2 separate regions of the Rattus norvegicus genome follow, and region 1 is linked to region 2. A link is a contact called in public Hi-C data. All regions are on one chromosome and are shown on one strand. Each heading gives the region's core, a stretch centred on a gene start, on an enhancer-like site or on the middle of the called end of the contact. The rest is flanking DNA. Distances are from core to core; before and after follow the strand shown. Region 1 holds the start of Zmiz1 (zinc finger, MIZ-type containing 1). Region 2 holds the start of Rps24 (ribosomal protein S24).

Evidence for each region. A called contact is a pair of places that touch in the nucleus more often than the background predicts.
Region 1: a Hi-C map of kidney shows a contact between it and region 2, with 7 times the contacts expected there. The contact joins the promoter of Zmiz1 here to the promoter of Rps24 in region 2. A contact is called at or near these places in 6 of 12 Hi-C or Micro-C datasets (Schwann cells, frontal cortex, hepatocytes and 3 more) and 1 of 1 datasets of contacts at active chromatin or transcription factors (oligodendrocytes).

Annotation. Positions count from the first base shown.
Region 1 is chr16:1,030,563-1,037,379 of GRCr8, forward strand. It overlaps Zmiz1 (zinc finger, MIZ-type containing 1), which reads left to right and starts at 3,598. Exons shown (of 24, transcript NM_001108393.1): 1 at 3,598-3,928. LOC120097507 (a long non-coding RNA gene) reads right to left here and starts at 1,442. Exons shown (of 2, transcript XR_010058530.1): 1 at 1-1,442.
Region 2 is chr16:91,280-98,261 of GRCr8, forward strand. It overlaps Rps24 (ribosomal protein S24), which reads left to right and starts at 5,238. Exons shown (of 5, transcript NM_031112.1): 1 at 5,238-5,272; 2 at 6,049-6,114; 3 at 6,195-6,404. The coding sequence starts at 5,270. Polr3a (RNA polymerase III subunit A) reads right to left here and starts at 3,781. Exons shown (of 31, transcript NM_001414889.1): 1 at 3,577-3,781; 2 at 1,010-1,145; 3 at 741-878. The coding sequence starts at 3,620.

The sequences.
Region 1 (6,817 bases), core at 2,348-4,847, 940 kb after region 2:
CCCCGCCCTGCCCTAGCAGTGGCCCTCTTCCTTAGTCTTGATGGTTCCACCAGGGTAAGAAACTAGAGGCACTTAAACCTGCTGGAAAGGTGGCTGTGAACTGAGCCTGCTTTGCACAATGCATACTCTGGTGGGTACTGAAGCTGCCTTTTGAGCCAGGGGAACTACGGGAACCTACATTGACTGGGCATAGTGTACTTTGCATCTCTCTGTTTCAACCCAGGCCTATTGCTGACGCTGAGATTGGGAACAGCAAGGCTTGGTCAGTGTTACGAAACCTAGCCTTTAGTTTATAGAGGGCCCAGAAAGGAAGAACAATTTGCCTAGGACTACACAGAATTTCTGGAGGAGAATGCAGAGCAGTTGGCTAACAAGAGGTTGTATTAATAAAGGCCTGAGCCCCTTTGGAGGGACCAATGATGTCCCTAACTGCAGGCAATAAGTGAATGTCATAATTCCTCACTCAGCACACAGTAGGCACTAAATAAGCCATCCCTTCTAGGACTCCAGAGGGAGCCAACTGGCCCAGTAACCTCTTGGGCAGAGAAACGGAGATAACACGGGCCCGGAAATCCCAATGCTTGTGGCATGGGTTCCTCACAAGAGGCCTGAGTGTGATTCTCAGATTTATTGCTCTCAAGGTGTCATGCTTGGTGGGCGGGGAAGGCAGAAAGCAACACGGACTCTGTCCTGTTGGACTCCCCTATCCTCTGCAGCTACTTCTGCATTTCCAGGCTAGAAATAAGGGGTTGGGGACCAGCATGGTGGCTCATCATTGGTAAAGGCTGCCAAACCTGAGGATCGGAGTTCAACCCCCAGGACCTACATTGGTGGAAAGAGAGAACTAATTCCCCAAAGTTGTCCTCCAGTCTTCATGTATCTCCTTCCCCTCAAATCAATACATGCAATGTAAGTTTTTAAGAAAGGGGGTGGGGCCTTCTGCACAGGAGCTTCTGAACATGAAAGTTGGAGAAAGATCAAATTCCAGGGCTGAGTGCCATAACTTAGTGGACGTCAAGAGAACAGGAACTGGCCCTGGTGTTGCATGGGGCTATTCTTGCATCTCAAGGCTGAGAGGGGCTTTGGTGCTGGGGCGGGGTAGCCTTCTGGATGTCCCAATGCTGTGACTGAGCAGGATGCCTGTGACTCCCTTCAGCAAACTGATTTCTCATTTTACAAGTCAAGCTTTCCAGGATTTCTCAGACTATTCTCCCCAACCTGAGCCACCCACCGGGTAAGGGCGGGGGACGCAAGGGGGGTGTCTTCTTCTTGGAAATGTACTGAGACCAGGCCATTCCAGTGTCCCTAAAGGTCTGCAAGTGATTTCATGCCACCCACTTTCCCTAGGGATACTCAGCTGCCACCTGTGGGTGGGTAGTGGAGCAAGTTGCTAACAGTTCATCCCTTGTGACTGTCCGAGGACTGAGGCAGCACCGCCCCTACCCCACCCCCACCCGCACCCGATAGCAGCAGGAGTCAGAATTTGCCTCGGGAAAGGTAGTCGTCGTCCCCCCACCCCCACCCCGCACCCAGACGACACCCTTGCCCCATGTCCCTGTGGACCTGAGCTGCAGTCTGCCCTCAGGAATTCCAGTCTGACTTCACGGCTGCCAGACATTCACAGCTTTGAGAATGATTTCAAAGCTAGCAAACACATTTTGCCTTCTTGTCTTGGTGATGGAAGGAGTGATCTTTCTGGCCCTGAAGGAGTTCAAGCCGAGGTCAGATCAGCCAGCCCTCTGAAGGATATTCTAAACTGGGGGTCTGTGGTGGGGGAGCTCTCCAGCCCGCTCCCCTGTTGGCCCGCGGTGCGCTATGATCACCACCCAAGAGGCTTAGGACTCGCGAGTCTGCGTGGCACGTCTGCACTCCCATGCGGACCTCGTCAATCAAACTGCTGCCCCGGCGAGGCCAAGACTTCATCCGCCCGCCCCAGGCCCTGAGAAAGACCCCCGCCCGGGCGGCCAGCCCGAACCCGCCCCCAGCGGTGTCATTGTTCTCTGACGTCACGAAGCGGCTCCGCCCCTCTCCCCCCACCTTTCCTCCCCACCTCCGGTTCCCCCGGCTGGCGGCCAAGCTGCCTCCGTCGACCCGGCAGAGCAAGGCTCCCCCCGCGGCCCAGCCGGGGCTGCGCCCCCTTGCGCTCTTCCCAACTTGCCTTTGTTATTCCAGCTCCCTTCCTCGCCTCGCCTCCGACACCGTGGCTGCCTGCAAAAAGCGGAGCACGGAGTCATCGCCACACCTGGAGTCCCTAGCGGGCTCCAGCCCAAGCCTCCCCCGCCTGCTCTGAAGGGGAGTGCGTGTGCGCGCGCGCGCGTGTCCAGCCCAGACGCTAGTTATCTTTAGGACTAGAGTCCTTCTAATCAGGAGGCGGATGGGGTTGAGGAAGGGATGTGGAAGAGTAAGGGGAAATGTGTGGTATGTGTACGTGAACCAGAGACGTAGTGCACGGGGGAATGCCTCGTGTTTTGTTTTTGTTTTGTTTTTTTAACGTACCGGGGATGGCATACAGCGATATTTGTGTGTACAATTGTATGACTCCAGGTGCACGGGCATATCTGGGATGGAAAGTGTGTGTACAAGTGTGTGTCGGGGTCGTGCATGCTATGCGTGCCTTGCTGAAAGGTAGGCGCAAATCGGCGTGCCGTTTGTGTAGGAGTTTTTGTGTGAGTGGCAATGGACCTGAGCCAAAGGGAGTGCGCGCTTGGATACATTTAGGGGCCGGTCTGCGAGGAAAGCCCCCGCGAGTGGGCGCACCTAATTGTGCTTCGTGAGTGCCCTAAGGCACGACAGGAGTGGAGCCCAGCTCTGGGCTGTGAGCCGGTTGGGTTATTTCCACCTCTGCAAATTGGGAGCGCTCAGCTCGCAGCGCTCCAGGCGCTTCCTACCAAGCATTATGGCGTTCTTGCTCTAAACTTCAAGTAGCAGTGGTTACCTCTGTATCCCTCGCTCCTTCTCATATGTCAATGGAAGCGCACTTCCACCTCCCCCTACGTCACCCGTGGTAGTGAAGATTAGGGTCCTCTCACCCTCTGTCCCAAAGTCTCCGGGGGAAACTCCGCACACCGTGTCTCATTAGCCACCCAGTCACCCCAATTCAGGTGGCTAACAGAACCTAAGGCCCCAGAGCCAGGGTACCAGCAGGAAGCGGGGTATGCCTTCTGGCAATAATTTTGCTCCTACCAATGTGGTCCTTTCCTAGGCACATCAGTCTCCCGGCTCCAAACTTATGGAATGGCGGGGGGGGGGGGGCGTTAAAGAGCAGTGAAGGGAGGTGAGAGGAGGGACGAGAGAGTGAGCAAAGCAGCATATGAGGGTAAGGGTGGCGAGGAGCCTAACAGGGTCTGGAAGAGAGCTGAGACCTGGGCACAGGGAACAGAGGGAGGAAAAGAAGGGAAAGGGGAGAGGCGGAAGGGAAAGGAAAGGGAAAAGGAGAGCGCAGCGAGCGCGCAGATGGAGAGCGAACCAAGGCCAGCAGACCTGCGCGCTGGAGGCGCGGCGCTCCGCTCCCGCCATTACTCCGTGCCGGCTTTTGCGGGAGGCCGGCGGCGCGGGGCCCTTTGGAAATAGAATAGCCAATGTAATCTGACACTTCAACTTGCTCGGCTCCGGGCGAGTTGATTCACTTACTCACCCCCTAACGCCGAGTTCCTTTTCACTGTCTGTGGACATTAAAAAAGCGAGCGGCGGCGGCGGGCGCCCCGGAGAGCAAGCGGCCGGCCGGGCGAGCTGCGATCGGGCCGCAGAGCAAGCGAGCAGCGCCCGCGCAGCGCGCTGACCCTATCGCCGGCCGGTGAGGAGCGGGAACCAGAGCCGGAGCCGAGTGGATCTCCGCGCTCTCGCTGCGCTCCTCCGGGCTCCAGCCTGCCCTACACGGCGGTGGCAGCGGCGCGTCCTCCAGCGGTGGCAGTGGTGCTCGCAGAGCCCGGTAAGTTTGGGGACAGAGCCAAGCGCCCGTTAGCTCCGAGGCTTCCACCCGCTCCCGGCGGATCGTCAGGGTGCGAGCGCCGGGTACTGTACTAGGGCTTTCCGCTTAAAGGTTTAGCTCCGGCCGGGCGAGAGAAGCCAGCCGTGCGGGCTCGGCGCTGCTGCCCTGGCCGCCGGGGGCGGAGGCCCTGGCCACCAGCGAGCACCCAGCTTGTGTAGAGCGACTCCGGATGAGCGCGGGGACCCGGGGGTTTTCGGATGTACGGGGCGCCGGTGTGGTTGTGCGCGCGGACTCGGTGCCCGCCTCCTGCCGGCGCGCCTCCAGCCGTCGCTCCGAACAGTCGGGGGCCGGCCGGGATACGGATTCGGAGGAGGGAGGAGAGGACCCGGGAAGAACTGGCTGGGTCTCCCTTGCTCCTTTTGGAAAGATATGAAGTTGTGCTCCTGTGTGCGTAGGAGAACCGCCAGGAAGGCGCTGGATTCTAGGGTGGCCAGGGGTTGGTGATGTTAAGTTGTGCCTCCAAATTTCTATGGAGAACACACTTTTGTACATGGGAGATGGGGGCGCGGTTAAGTTGTTTTGGGGGGAGAATAGCTCGGGGAAACGCGGCGCGTGGCTAAAGCAGGACACGTTGAGGAGATGTGTTGAGGCTTCTCGTTCGGGCTTCGGAAGCCGAAGGGGCTTTCAGGCCAACGTCTGGCCGGGGCTGCCCCAGTCGGGAGGCGAGCCCAAGGGGAAGATGTGTGTGTGTGTGTGTGTGTGTGTGTGTGTGTGTGTGTGTGTGTGTGTGTGTGTGTGTGTGTGTGTGTGTATGCGCGCGCGCGTTGCAAATACGAAAGTAATTTCCCCGTGTTCTTTCTTCCTCTCTGTCTCCGGCGGCGACGGCGGCGACGGCGGCCCCGGGGGAGTGGGAGGCCGACCCGGGAGGAGGTTGGGGGGCCGGGCCGGAGCTGAAGCTGGGTCCGGATTGTGGGAGGGAAGCTCTGAAAGCTTGTTTCACATTCCTGGCGTCAGGGCCAGGGAGAAAACAGTGGGGAGCACGGCCTCGGTGTCGTGGTGCAGGCTGCGGGATCGCGTCGCCCCCTGGCCGGGGACATCTGTCCAGGAAGCTGGCCAGGCAGGGAGAGGGCGCGGTGCAGAGGGCAGGCTCCCCGCCCTGGAGCGGTGGGGGCGCGGGAGAGGGGCGGCCTCCTCTCCCGGCCATTGTGCGCCAGCAGATTTTCACGGGAGACTGCCCCGAAGCCGCGGGAGAAGGCCAGGAGCCGGCCACAGCCTCGGGTTTAAAAGACACTCCAGGAATGTAAACAACCCGGGCGGGAGGGCTAGCGGACGGGAGCGCGCCAGGACTGCGGGCCTGGGCCCCCCACCCTTCCCGGGGGAAAACGGATCGGCGCGGCTACTCTGCCCTTTCCTTTACCTGCTGAAAACTTTCCTTTCTCTGGTTTACAGTTCCACCTTGTGCCTCCAGCCCGGAGCAGGACGAAGGGCCTCTCCCGCAGCCCGGGCTCAAGGAGCCTGGCATCCCGCACCCCACCCGGGAGCCCTGAAAGCCCGGGTGACCAGATCTCTGGTAGATAGCTCGGTCAACATCTGCCCTGGGAGCTGCAGCTTCTTGGGCTGGCAGTGCTAAGAGTAACTGAGGCTCAGAGCCTGCCCGCCTGGATTGCTTGCTCGCTTTCTCCCGCCCTCCTTCCCGCGGCTCCTTCCCCCGCTCTCCCCCTTCCCCTTTCCCCTGACTGCTTTTCCAATGCCCTGACATGAGGGAGGAAGATTTAACTTGGCAGCCCAAACAAATGTTCTCTCTGAGATCTCCAAGAAGCTGGCTGGCGGCTGGGCTGGCGGGGTGAGTGCATCGCTCGGCCAACCTTTCCCTCCTCTCTGCACTGCCAGGGACATTTGGAGCCCCGTGGGTGGACAGCCCCAGGCATGGACAGTGGGGACCAACCCCCTGGATTTGGAAGGGGCCGGTGGAAGCCCCTGCCTTGGCGCTACATAGAGAGCCATTGGCTCTAGCTGCCTCCTGGTGCCAATGGTTTTCTTGAGCAACAGTTTGCCTCTGCTGCAACCTGGGAACTGGGCCTGGTAGACCAGAGGGTTAACTAGTGCAGTCTCCTCCCTCCCTCGTGGGTGTGAGGACAGGCTGGTTACACAGGCAGGGCAGGAGGCCAGAGGCTGTTCCCAGAGGTGCCTGGTTTTGCTTATTACTGTTTTTTCTTTTTTTCTTTTCTCTTCTTTCTTTCTTTCTTTCTTTCCTTCTTTCTTTCTTTCTTTCTTTCTTATTTCCTTCTTTCTTTCTTTTATTTTATTTTGAAGGTACAGATAAAGGGATAGTGACTGGGGCTGGAGAAACAGGCGACTTGGCTGCTGGTGAATCCCTGCCTGCCTCCCTATGCTTGCACAGTGACTGGAGTGTAGAAGAGGGAAGATTTGCCTGTGAGCTGTTTGTGAAGTTTAGATGAGGGGGCAAGCTCATGGTCTTTCTTATCCGGACTGGTTTTTTTTTTAAGAGGTCCAAAGAAGGGGAAATTCCTGGCCCCTGAGTGAAGGCAGAGGGCTTGTGAACACCCGGGAGCCTTGTGCTGACCTTTCCCTCTTCAAGAAGAGGATGTGGAAACACCAGCATCAAACAAAAGGCACATTGAAAGCCCTATCTATCTGCCTAGGAGCGTGTGCAAGGAGATGGTGTTGTCCTCTGAGTTTTATGGTTTTGGTTGTTTTGTTTTTCTCCAAAGGACAGAAGCATCCCTGGCCCAGAGTCACACAGTTAGGAGACCTAGTTTTCTCATATGAATCAGAAGTTTAGACTTGGGAACTTGGTGGCTGGGGCTGGGGGAGGAGCTATAGAGTTTCCAAGACTTGAGCTGCTGTGGTTGTAAGACTTTCTGAGTA
Region 2 (6,982 bases), core at 3,988-6,487:
CACTTTGGTACAGTGTTTGGGATTGAGCCTAGGGTCTTCTGCATGCTACGCATGCTTATTAATGAACTGTATCTACCCTACTGCCCTTGTTATTTAAATCAGGCTGATCTTGAACTCACATGTCTCAAGCTAGCTTCAAATCTGCAATCCTCCTGACTCTGCTCCTCTGTCCCTGTGATTACACGTGCACATCACCACTCCTGTAGTTTTTTTTTAACAGTTGCAATCTGGACTTTTCAGACCTTAAGACAAGGGTTCATCACACAGCCCAGGCTGGTCTTGGACCTGGGATTCTCCTTTTCTGCTTCTTGAGTGCTAAGATTATGGTGTATGTTAAGCCTAGCTTAGCACTGTTTGCAATGAGTAAACTACCACTTTCATTTGGGCGGATTTTTTTCTTTTAACATGCATTTATTTCAGTGTGAGCTACAGCTTATGTGTGGAGATCAGAGGACCTTAGGAGTCAGCACTCTCCTTCAACAACATGGGACTGGCAATTGAACTCAGGTGCTCAGATTGGCATCAAATGCCTTTACCCATTAAGCCATCTCCTCTGCCAGCTATTACTTTCTTAAGGGAAAGAGAACATTACAGAATCTGTATGAAATTTAAAATAATGCAAGAGTAGAATACGATGTACTTAGTATAAAAACTTCTCCTGGGTATGCCCCTCCCCAGTCATAGTTCCAGTTCATGCCAACGCCCCTGACCAAGCACTGCTGAACTTCTCCCTTGCTTACCTGTAAAATGCCAATGACAGCTCTGAAGTACCCGACATGAAAGCACGGCAGCTCTAGATCAATGTACCCATAGTGGCCCAGACAGTCTGCCAGGTTCTTCCCACAGGTCTCACAAGGACGATCCTTTTCACTTGTCCCCTTTGGAGGAAAGAACACCCAGCCATTAGTGGAGAGCACAAGAAAGGAGCCCAATCCTCATTTCTCACAACCAGTCGGGACTAAGCCTTTAGTGTGTCGACTGTGGAACACTGGGAGGGACAGGGCCTTACCATTCTATGGTCAAGCACTCCATACAACAAGGGGGCATGGTTGTTGTCTTGGCTGTACAGGTTCTTACTGACAACCTGGATATGTGCCTGCTGGCGCATCTCCTCAGGGGACTTCATTCCAAAACAGATATGGCTTCTGCAGTGGGAACAGAGGAAAGTTATATCAAAGCCCATGGATCTAGGCACACACGCACGGGCACAACCAAAACCAACCTGTCCTTCTGACTCGCTGCACAGTCTCGTTCCCTGACCCAAATATAGTTTAATAATTGGGTCCTCCTTCAAAATGTCTTTTTATCCTATGGGAAAGAGTTTCTATTTTCCTCATGAAATGTTATTCCTGGGTTGGGGATTTAGCTCAGTGGTAGAGCGCTTGCCTAGCAAGCGCAAGGCCCTGGGTTCGGTCCCCAGCTCCGAAAAAAAGAAAAAAGAAAAAAGAATGTTATTGCTCTCAAGGTCACTCCCTTGGTGGGTGGTCTTAAGGATGAACATACCTTTCTCAGGTTACTGTTCTGCGGGCACTGGGGGTTCACCCCACTCTCTTCCCCATCTGGACTTGCTTCCCTGTCTCTGCAATCAGGGTTCCCTACTCCCAATCGTTCCTCTCCTCTACTTATACTCTCCTTTTTTACTGTCTTCATTTAGTCCTTTAGTGTCTTGTGAGGTTTCCTCTAGACAGTGGACCGCCATTCTGGGTCATAACCCTCTTCTTTTCACTGTACAATCCTCTCGGGGATTTCCTTTGTATAGTCTTCCAAATCTCTTTAGGTTAGCCGCCTTTAGCCAACAGGGCGTGGGCATTTCCAGCTCAGTGTATCTGAAAAGTTATGTCTATCTCACACTCGTACAGGCTTCCCGGCCCTTTGCTATTTTCTAAGAAACACAGTCAAACAGCCATGTGCATGGACAGAGAGTTTATCTAGAGATACTGTGCCACTTTGAATAAAGGACTTAACATCTTCATAGGTAACTATCTGTTTTGAGTGGTGGGACGGGGGAGGGAGAGTGGGAACCAATGTCCTATGCAGTGGTAACTGTTCATAAAAGTTACAGAGAATTAAAATGACATGGAATGGTACAGTCTGAGAGGACACCAGGGTCTGGTCAGAATGCTTCTCTGCAAAGGTGACCTTCTAGCTGAATTCTAAGTAGGAAGGGGCAGTTAGGAGAATGAACATTTGAAGCAGAAGGTAAAGATCCCTTGGCCCACATGCACTGGGCATCACTCAAGAATCATAGACAAGTGGCACAGTGGTGCGCAGATCGCTAAGGGTACAAGATGAGCCTAGTAAGGCCTGCAGGCAGGGTTTGGGAATTAGGAGGGAATCACGTGTCAGTGCTGCTAGAAGATCCCAGTGACATAGATCTGGTTCACACTGAAAGGATGGTTCTTGCTCTGTGGCTTAGACTAGCCTCAAACGCCTGACCTCCTGCGTTGGCCTGAGTGTTGTAAGTATAGGCTTGCGCCATCTCGCTTGACCTTGTCTTTGTTCTAAGAGCATCTCTGGGCTGCTGTGTGAGGATCCTTTTATGTGAGTAGGGTGGCTGTGAAGGACAGAAATGGGTGGACACTCAGAAGAGCTGGGAGGTCACCCAGGTAAGATGCCTATCCCAGTGAATGGTGACCAACACAGAATTCAGTCAATCTCATCTTGTTCATACCTCTGTCTCTTCCATTTTATGCCCTATACCCCTTTAAATCCACTTCTCTCCAGTGTCCCCACATCCACCCTCAGACCCCTGGTCCCAGCTCGAGTCGTCATCATTGCCAGTCTGGAGCCCTGCCATAGCCTCAAACTCTGTCCTGGTCAAGCACTCCAGCAGTCCGACACAGCTTACAAGACTCACGTAGTGTAAGGCCCCTGCTTCACTTCCATCAGCCCACCCTGTCCCTCCAAAATGAGTTCTGAAAGAGGCCTGGTCTGCACTGGGCCCGGACTTATTCACTACTTGGTGCTTTCGGTGCCCTCTGCTTGTCTTTGCATTTGCCACAGCCATGGCTGATTTGTCTCCTCTAATAGACCAAGCAGAAAGACTGCAATCGTGCAGAGTCTTTGGTGCACAACGCGGGCCTCAGTACACTCTCTATGTAAGTTTAATGAAAAAATTGCGCCTTAAGCCTCCCCCGCCAAAAAAAAAAATAACTGAAAAGTTATCATAATGAGAGTCTAGGGCTTAATAGCTAAGCTTTGAAGCAGAGAGCCCAGAATAGCTGCCTGGTTCCTAAGTCTGCCACCTAGCTGCCTGTGAAGCCACTTTCCAGCTGGCAACCTTGAGTCAGCACACACTGTCTCCTCGTGCCACGGGAAAAGGCTCGCTGAGACGAGTCCGCGCAGGGATTCGGGAGGTGGCATCTTGACCCAGAATACCCGTCCCGACCCTGCTCTGTCCATCCCACTTTCTCCACTTCACTTCAGGGATACACCCCAACCTCACTTCGTCCTTTCCAGGATCTGCAATTCCACCATGTAACTTCTTCGCTCCCTTAACTGTCCCTCACCTGGGACCCTCTGGGACCCGGGACCTCAGCCTCCACCTCACCCCCACCCCTCTGGCTGCGTCCTTACATTTTCTTAGCCACATCCGTCTCGCGGAACTGCTCCTTCACCATGGTGCCGGCTGCCTGGACACCGTCCTCGAAGCTGCGACTATAAAAACCACTGTCTGTGCACCTTCCCGGGGTGCTTTGCTGTTCAGGGGTAAGAAAGTCGCAGCCGCCTCCTCGGCCACCGTAAAGCGCCGCACGTGCCGCTTCCTCTTCCGCCGCGGGACTTTGTAAAGAGAAGCTTTGCGCAGGCTGCTTTGAGCCCTCCCTCTAGATTGCCACCTAGCGGCTCCTGCGTGAAAATGCACCTAGGCCGCGCAGATCAAAAAATATCTTTTCCGGTGGAGTTCTCAAAACCGCAGAAGGGAAATACCGCTTTTTTTTTTTTTTAATCACAATCCCAAAAAGTTACGTCAAATAGAAAATTAAAAAGAAATCAGTAAGTACTTTGTGATTGAAGAAAATCTAATTGTTTAAGGGATATCGAAAGCCAAAATCCACCTGTCAAAGAAACAGAAGAGCACCTTGTAGGCAATCCAAAGAAGAAATAAGTAGTTGAAGACAATAGCTATGCACACAAGCCTCCGGTCTATAAAGTTATTTAAAGGGAAAAGGTAATATGTACAATAGCAAACAAGGACGTGTGTGTGTGTGTGTGTGTGTGTGTGTGTGTGTGCGCGCGCGCGCGCGCGCGCGTGTGTTTTCCTGAGAAAGGATCTCCATATATAGCCCCTACTGGTCATCCTCTGCCTCCATATTCTCAGTGCTTCAATTACATTCTACCTGGTGTAAATAAGTAAATTTACATATCTAGTATATAAGCATATATACAAACACATTATAACATGTTTATACCTACACAGTATGTATAATACATATTATATATGTATGGTTCCTTTTTCTATATATTTTAAATATATATATTTTTATGTATGGGTGTACACATTGTTGCCTTCAGAAAAAGGCATCAGATCCCATTACAGATGGTTGTGAGCCACCATGTGGTTGTTGGGAATTGAACTCAGGACCTGTGGAAGAGCAGTCACTGCTCTTAATCATTGAGTCATCTCTCCAGCCTATATGGTTCATTTTTAATTGTGTGTTTTGTAAGTAGGTGCAACAAAAAACCCACCAAATCCTTCAGCTCTCCATGGAGAGAAAGAATGGTTTATTAAAAAGTACCAGGCCACCACTCCCAGTGGCAAGGGCTTTTTCGATTTTAGGGGCTTATACGACTGGAGTGGGGGCTCTGTCAGGCAGAGAGGAGACTGACGGATACGGTCAGGAGCCTTCAGCCAGCTGTTAAGAGCTTCTGAGAAATGTTTTAAGTCTGTTTCATAGCAGAACCAAGTTCTGATGGGGCACAGACCATCACTCTAAAACACTTTAGACCAAAATACAGAAACAGGAGGGAAAACAACAAAATACAAAAGCAGGAGGAAAAGAAAGTGAATCGGGAAGGAACACGCGACTGTGTAACCCTAAATCCGTTTGGCTGATCCACCTTCCTTCAGGTCAGCCAACCCACAGTTCTGGGGGCGTAGCTAAAGGCAAGTGAGGCGTGACTTTGGGTACTTTCAGTCAGGCATTGGCGTGGTCTGCCCCGAGACCTTGGCCACGCCCCCACGTCGGGGTCCTTCAGTGCGGGTTAATATGATTGGTCGGCAGTGAGCGGTCCTCTTTTCCTCCTTTACAGCTCGGGCACCGTAGCCATCATGGTAAGTCTCCTCGGGCTCTCTTCGCTATCCGTCGCATATCCACGCCATCCCTGCCTGCTCAGGCCCGCCACTGGAGCCGCAGCCATCCAGGGCCCACTTACTCTGCTTCGGCCTGCCTCACAGAGGCCGGTAGCCCAGGGTCGCCGGGTCGCGGCTGTCCGGTGCGGGCGTCGAGAACACGCCGGGCTTTGGGCTACAGGGCCTCGGCCATGGAAATCCCTGTTGAGCTTCAGGGGCACGGGTGAGGCAGGCCCTGGCAGGCCAAGGTGATGAAGGCGCCTCCAGTTCTTGGCCCTGTGGGCCCCTCGAGTAAGTCAGCAAACTTAGCGCCTGAGTAGAATGTGTGTGTCTTGGGAACATTAAGATGGGTTGGAAGGGGCTGCCAAAAACTGGCCTTGCCCATTTCTCTCAGAGGCGAAGTACTGAGTTTAGCGAAACTTGCGGGCTGTTTTACTCTAATGGGTTTGGTGCTATCGAGGCGACTTGATTCGTACTCAAGTCGAGGTCGTTAAGGCTATTTGCAAGCTGCTGATTTAAGTTGGTCTCTGATAAAATTGTTTTGTCTGCTTAGCCTTGCTGAATGCCAGCTACCACGGTAGTTTATGAGGTGCCCACTTTTTGGGGCTTTTTTCCTTTCCTTTCCTTTCCTTTCCTTTCCTTTATAGCTTGCTCCCAATTCCTGCTTTTTTCTAGACTGCATTGCTAGTAATTGGTGAAATATCAGCAAAGGCAAGACGAGGTTTTAACAATCTTACTGACTTGTTTGTTATCTGCAGAATGACACGGTAACCATCCGGACCAGGAAGTTCATGACAAACCGTCTGCTTCAGAGGAAACAGATGGTAAGGGTCAGGGTGTCAAGATTTGGTCTTTATGTCTGCTTTTGAAGATGTAGTTAACTGTAACAAGCACCTCTTTTTAGGTCATTGATGTCCTTCATCCTGGGAAGGCCACAGTACCAAAGACAGAAATTCGGGAAAAGCTGGCCAAGATGTACAAAACCACACCAGATGTCATCTTTGTATTTGGATTCAGAACCCACTTTGGTGGAGGCAAGACAACTGGCTTTGGCATGATCTATGATTCTTTAGATTATGCAAAGAAGAATGAGCCTAAACACAGACTTGCGAGAGTAGGTATCTTGTTTGTGCTACATCTACTGAAGACGTAGTTCCTTTCTGGATACATGCCTGCAATTCCAGCCCAGGCTCAGTTACCATGGCAAGTTAGATTTTGTTTTCCAGTATATATTGGAATAGAATGAGCAGTTTGGGCCAAACTTGTAATTATCCACTAACCCATCTCCACATAGTTTACCTGGCCTTCCAAAGTGAAATTTAGCAGTCTTCCCTGGGCTTTCTATTGAGCTGTGCTGCCATATATGCTGAGGAAAAGTTGGTAGTCCTTTAGTTACCATATTTGTTACAGTGCACAGACAGTACCTTTAAAAATTTAGGACAGAATTTCATGTAGTCCAATGGGTAACAAACTTGATACTTGGTTGATGATCAGGGTTGACCTGGCTGGTTTCGTTTCATTCTTTAGGTGGGCTCTCACTGTTGACCAGGCTGGCCTGGAACTCTGCCTCCAGAGTGGTGTCTTGTTTCATTGGATTGTTAATTTGAGGCATGGCCTCTAGTGCTGGCTAGCCACAAACTAGCAGCTACTTTATCCCAGTTTCCTGAGTGCTAGGATTGTAAATGTGAGGAG